Regions from separate parts of the Danio rerio genome. Here region 1 is linked to region 2. A link is a contact called in public HiChIP or PLAC-seq data. All regions are on one chromosome and are shown on one strand. The core of a region is the stretch at or near the end of the contact, and the rest is flanking DNA. Distances in the headings are between cores, read along the strand shown. Region 1 holds the start of tcp1 (t-complex 1). Region 2 holds the start of cc2d2a (coiled-coil and C2 domain containing 2A).

Evidence for each region. HiChIP or PLAC-seq counts read pairs in DNA pulled down with a chosen protein or histone mark.
Region 1: an H3K4me3 HiChIP or PLAC-seq map of gastrula embryo shows a contact between it and region 2, with 2.8 times the contacts expected there. The contact joins the promoter of tcp1 here to the promoter of cc2d2a in region 2. A contact is called at or near these places in 2 of 4 datasets of contacts at active chromatin or transcription factors (embryo and gastrula embryo).

What each region holds. Positions count from the first base shown.
Region 1 is chr23:2,511,224-2,514,681 of GRCz12tu, forward strand. tcp1 (t-complex 1) reads left to right here and starts at 1,409. Exons shown (of 12, transcript NM_131230.1): 1 at 1,409-1,479; 2 at 2,927-3,012. The coding sequence starts at 1,413.
Region 2 is chr23:2,297,139-2,300,412 of GRCz12tu, forward strand. It overlaps cc2d2a (coiled-coil and C2 domain containing 2A), which reads left to right and starts at 1,640. Exons shown (of 39, transcript XR_012398922.1): 1 at 1,640-1,695; 2 at 1,953-2,055; 3 at 2,171-2,246. It overlaps c1qtnf7 (C1q and TNF related 7), which reads left to right. Exons shown (of 4, transcript XR_012398925.1): 4 at 1-570.

The sequences.
Region 1 (3,458 bases), core at 159-2,658, 210 kb after region 2:
TGTGTGGCCAGGAAGACATTTGCTTTTTGTAGCTTTAACATATATGAAAACACAGCCAGGAATTAATATAAACCTCTGCATAAACCGCTGATGTTTAATGAAGTATATTGCAGTTCTTTCTCTTCTGAAAAATCACAGTAAGAGCTCAGTGATATGACACAATGCATAAACATGCATTAAATACTCAGCAGTCTACATGTGTTTGTTGCCTCATTACAAACATATGCAGCAAAATTCACATTATACACAATAAATTAACAATAGACAAAATTAAACATACCTTATGTCTCTTCAGGGACGGAGCTGAATCATTTTTAATCCGTATATCCAGCATTTTGCGTTCTGAAGGCTGTGAAGAGATGAGATGCTGGCTGAACTCCATTTTGTGCAATATGTGATGAGTTGTTGTCCATCTGATGTTTCAATTCACAAAGTGTAAGACCTGTAAAGGACCAGATATGTTTTTGTTCTGATACACAATGGAATCCAATAGAGTATATTAACTTTTTTCTTCATTCTTTTATGATTTGACTGCTAAATCTCGATACATTACAGATTAAGCGAAGAGGTAGCACAGATCGTCACAGTTTTAGTATCCAGTTGTGACCTACTGGTTAGGGAGTTGGACTGGTAATAGAAAGGTTGCAGGTTTGATTCCTGGTTGGAACTGAAAAATGGACGTGCCTGACTTGCTTCTGTTAACACAATGTTGATGTTTCATTTTCCAAATTTGCCACACAACAGATCATTTTTATATACACACACCAGTTTTATAAGGAGTCCTAACTTTTTTCACGTGACTATATATTCTGTTGCGATTTCTTTTCTGGAAAATATGGCAGATTATTATGACACAAAGGCAAGTTTTTTACAGATCTGTATGTATGGGGTAGAATTGGGATTGGGCCCAATACTATTAAACAAATGAGCTGAATTTCTGCTTCACTCATGTCTAACTAATAATGATCTGATGGGTGTTTTGAGCTTAAATTTTACAGACACATTCTGGAGACACCAAAGACTTATATCTTGCAAAAGGGGTAAAATCAGAGACTTTCAAATTAGGTTTTAACTTGACGTCAATATGCATCCATCCTGTAGGGTGGCGGTAAACGCACCCAAAACCGCAATAAAACATCATAGAAGAAGAACAAAATGCAAACGGGGAAATGTAGTTTTTAATACGTCAAACAGTCTTTGTATTGATATGTGAGGTTACATACCTCTTTATGCACGTCGGTGTGCAGAGTTGAGTGTTTGTAGTGGTTCGGTGGCTCGTGTTTGTGTTTATTATGAACTGAGAGCAGCTCGTCACGATTGATCTGGAAGTTTCCACACGCGCCCCTCCCGCGCCCAGCCTACCCATAACCCACCGCGCGCGCCTCCATTCTTCTCTCCAGTCCAACATGTCCATGATAGACAGTCCGTTAAGCGTGCTCGGCCAGAGGACGACTGGCGAGTCCGTGAGGTCTCAAAACGGTGAGTTTGGAAGAGATCATAATTACCCGTAACATAACGCAGAGTCCGGGTGAACGGCCTGACGCAGCTGCTGTTTGAGCGGAGGAGCGGCGGCCGGTGCCGCTAGCAGCACGTGCGGCTTACTGGAACTACAGCGTTAACATTACTGATCTATAACACTGTAATGACGTTATAGACCTAAATATGTCATTGGAGTAAAGTTTTATATTCGCACATTTGAACTTTCTGCTTAATATAATTCCAGATATTATTTGAATATAGCATTGTTCACAGTCAATTACATGGTGCTAATGTTGTGTTGAAGTCATAATAATAATAGACATGATTTTTCAGACCAGATATTCAAGTTGGTAAACAATTCAAGCGGTATGAAATATGAAAATTCTGTTATTATTGACCTACTCTGGTTTCGACCCAATAACGTTATGCGTTTCATAGAGGTAAAGTCGGTTTTATTTTCGCACATTCGTTCATTTAGCAGTCTCTATATAGTTTATCATGTTACTTTGAATATTCGATTGAAACTAGCATGCAAGTAGGACTTCTAAACAACATAAACACTAGCTAATTGACTGTGAACAATTTGTATTTTGATAACGTCATTTGCTGCTAATAAGATTTACCTGTTCAGAATTTGTAAAGAATACTGTTCTGACTTTGTAATATTAAGGAGAATCTATCTATCTATCTATCTCTCTATCTCTCTCTTTCACTACATATATATATATATATATATATATATATATATATATATATATATATATATATATATATATATATATATATATACATACAACAGTTCTGTCTGGTTCTCGAAACTGATTGGTTGATAGCCGTGATATATTTAAGTAATATCAGCACCCGTACAGCCTCTTTACACTTTGTGTATTACTCCGCCCACATACAGCCAGCAAAAAGCCGACACTACAGATCTAAAGTGTAAAAGATGCCTGCTCAACTGTTTAACTGTCAGATTATGATTTGAACCCAAGGCGGAAGAAAGTAGTTCCTCTTACAAAAGGGTTTTTGAGACTCTCCATGTTTGGTTTTGTTTTTATATACACAATTATGCCGTCAAACTCGTAGCAGTGCGATATGGCTGTATATCGGCACTGGTGGGAGGTGTGCGTTGTGTCAACGCCACCACCAGTGCCGACATACAGCTATATCGCACTGCTACGAGTGTGATATATATATATATATATATATATATATATATATATATATATATATATATATATATATATATATGTATATATATATGTATATAAAATACACACATTTGTCAAAACAAACTTTTATTCCGGATGCAGTTAATTGATTAATCTTTGCCCAGCAGTAATTTTAACTTGTAAGCACAGTTCACAGAGCAGGTATAACTGAGCCATCTTCTGATGAATACTGTTAAATATTCACATGCTGATGTGTTTTACTGGTTCGTTTGCAGTCATGGCCGCTGCATCCATTGCTAACATCGTGAAGAGCTCTCTCGGTCCCGTCGGATTGGACAAGATGTTGGTGGACGACATCGGAGTAAGTTTAAGCTTGTTTCCTCCTGTCTGAATAAGCCATGATGTTTACTGTTACATGCCAGATCATCTGTCTGATGGAAAACATCAGGAGTAGTAGTGCAGTACAAAAATTACATTTATTATAGAAAACCCCAAAATGGCAGTATTGATTTAGTTGAGGATGCATTGTTTAATAATCATCGAAGTTATTACTTATACCCCCGGTTTCACAAACAAGGTTTAAAGCTAGTCAAGATTAAATTGCATGTTTGAGCTGTCTCAACTCAAAATAACTTGTTGTGAGATGTCAGTGTCATTTATTTATTTTTTTGTCTCCTGGTGCACACCAGTAATATTTTTCTAAGGCCATTTTTATAAATATATCTTAAATAGCCGTATTTAACTAGTGCCTAGTCCTAGCTAAATTTAAGCCCTGTTTGTGAAACTGGGCCATAATAATGCAAATAT
Region 2 (3,274 bases), core at 390-2,889:
ACAGTTTTTTTAATCATATAGTTATATATAATTCTTATAAAATCTTATATAATGAGATTTGAACAGAGACTCTATTGGTTTTATTGTGTCGATGAGTCACTTCTTGTATTGTGAACTCAGTTTGTCATGGGAGAGTTGTTCTGTGGTCAGAGAAAAGCCATCTGGACTGTTCTGAGACCCGAAGCGGAACAAAAGATTTGTCAAAAAGTGCTCGTAAAAGATTATTATGAAGAAAAATCTGACATGTGTTGCATGGTTGATTTGAAAGCTCTTTTCCCTATCTTTATGGAAAGATGATTTTGTCAAGAAATATTTAAATACCTTAATGTACAGTTTTTACTGTATTTTACAGCACATCAATGTAGTGTTTTTCTGCGTTTTCTTCACATGAATAAGAGTATAATGGAGTGTTTTTGGAGTTGAGAAAAAATACATGAAAGCCAAAGCTCAGAAGGCAGAAAACACCCTTTTCTGAATTATGATTAAAACCATCTGAAGAGGATCAAATAACACACATCACAGAACATGGAAATATATACTCACCACATCAGGTCATTTTGCAATCTTTAGAAAAAAATAAAAATAAGATAAATAAATAAAAACTCAACAGCTTTACTGCAGATCTCCGTTGTTTTTCTGCTCAGTGTTTCTAAAAATACAGCAAATGTTTTTTTGTCCAATTTGTTTGTAACAACCAATGACTTCATGTTTTATAGTTCTTATGAGGGTTTTAGTAGGCTATGTGAGTAAAAGAGTATGACACAGTATTTTAAGTATATTCTATCTTTGTAATTTTTTATGGATAAAAAAAGATGCAAAATTGTTTCTTTTTCTTGAACACAAAATGCACACATATATGAAAGATTAAGCTTCATTCTTTCCAAAACATGTTTAGCAGGATAAATTCTATGGAGAATTTGCCCGCGTCTCATGCTTTTTTTTTTTTTTTTTTTTTTTTTTTAATATACGAAAATGAGAATATACAATCACAGGATGTTAACAAGAAATTGAAGAGACAAAAAGAACAACATTTTTGGAAAAAGAAATAACTACAGATAACAAAAAAATAAACAAACAAACAAAAAAAAAAAAACAGGAGGGGTAAATACATTACACGTTAAAGAAAAATATTATATAATTTACAAATTTCAGTTATTTTTAAAGCCTTTTTTGAGAAAGAGTTAGACACTGTTTCAAAGTAATACTGCATTTCAGTAAGCAAAATATTAAAAAAAGGTTTTTGGTTTGAAAATTTACATTTATGGATATAAAATTTTGTTAACAAGACAAGAAGATTAAGAAAATATGTTTTCTTTTTATGTAAAGCCCCCGTTCCATAATCAACAAAACCAAACAAAACATTCTCCCACAGCAAGGAAAATTCCTCATCAACATTCTCAATTATAAAAAGTAAGAAGTCTTTCCAAAGCAACCTAGAGTAATTGCATTGCCAAAATAAGTGAACCAGGGACTCAGGGTGCTGCCCACAAAATGAACAATTAATATTAATATTTTTTTATATTCATGCAGGATTGAGCTCGAGCTGCCGCGTGACGTATCCAGATTTGGGTGATTGACGGGCCTGTGGGCCAATGAGAACAAACGCTGACGTGAAAGGGATGATCCGGACGCAAACCGTATGTTCGGTTGTAGATTATTTACACCCGTTACCAGGCAGCGAGACGGCGCACGACGGTAAAGCTAAATACAGATTTATTACATTTACTAACTATTTCAGTGGAATAATTCTATAATCTGGAAAGTTTCTCTTTTGTCTTTTGAGCAGAATAATGTTTATTTCCTGCCTCGAGCGACTACAGTCTGCTGTTAATAAGAGATTTCGGCTAACGTTACTTTATAAAAGGCTGTTGCTAACTTTAACTTTACTCAACTAATGCTATGCAGTTTATCCCTCCATTATGAATGTTTTATTAACGAACCGTGTCATCCAGGAGCTGCTGTGAGGTCCACACTGAAGATCTGAGATGTATTGGGAAGATTTCTGACGTCAGTAACGTTTAATGCATAACGTTAGAGCACAATGTCATCGCCAGGGTAACTGTTAACATTAATCTGTTTTTATTTTTTACTATACGTTAACTTGAGTATAAGCTTAGAGCAATTCTGTTTTACGGCTGTTTCTAAGTTTAAGTTGTCCTGTTGTCCTCAGTGATGTACGAGAGAAAATAAAGAAGAAGAGGAGAGAACTGCAGGAGTCTTTAGGAAAAGTCAGGGATGATAAACAGGTAACAACAGAGTGCGGTATTTCTATGTTAAATATACTTACACTCACCGGCCACTTCATTAGGTACACCTTACTAGTATCGGGTTGGACCCCTGTTGCCTTCAGAACTGCTTTAATCCTTCGTGGCAGAGATTCAACAAATATTCGTGGCACTGCAAATATTCCTCAGAGATTTTGCTCCATGTTGACATGATAGCATCACGCAGTTGCTGCAGATTTGTCGGCTGCACATCCATGATGCCAATCTGCCGTTCCACCACATCCCAAAGGTGCTCTATTGGATTGAGTTCTGGTGACTGTGGAGGCCATTTGAGTAAAGTGAACTCATTGTCATGTTCAAGACACCAGTCTGAGATGATTCACGCTTTATGACATGGTGTGTTATCCAGAAGATGGAGACACTGTGCTCATAAAGGGATGGACATGTTCAGCAACTATACTCAGGTCGGCTGTGGCGTTGACATGATGCTCAATTGGTACTAATGGGCCCAAAGTGTGCCAAGAAAATCTCCTCCACACCATTACACCACCACTACCAGCCTGAACTGTTGATACAAGGCAGGATGGATCCATGCTTTCATGTTGTTGATGCCAAATTCTGACCGGACCATCCAAAATAGAGGTAAAGATGGTTTTATATTCAGACATTCTCCTTAATAATATAATTTCAAAAAAGTATTCTTTGCAAATTCTGAATAGGGAAATCATATTGGCAGCCAATGACTTTCAAAGTACAACATTGTTCACAGTGAATTAGATAGTGTTAATGTTGTTTAGAAGTATACTTGCATGCTACTTCCGATTGAATATTCAAAGAAACATGGTAAACAATATAGAGACTGTTTAATTAATGAATGTGAGAATATAAAACCAACTTTATCTCTATGCATCCAAATGTGTCAGCAGAAATGGAGACTCATCAGAGCAGGCAACGTTTCTCCAATCTTCTATTGTCCAGTTTGGTGAGTCTGTGTGAATTGTAGCCTCAGTTTCCTGTTCTTAGCTGACAGGAGCGGCACCCGGTGTGGT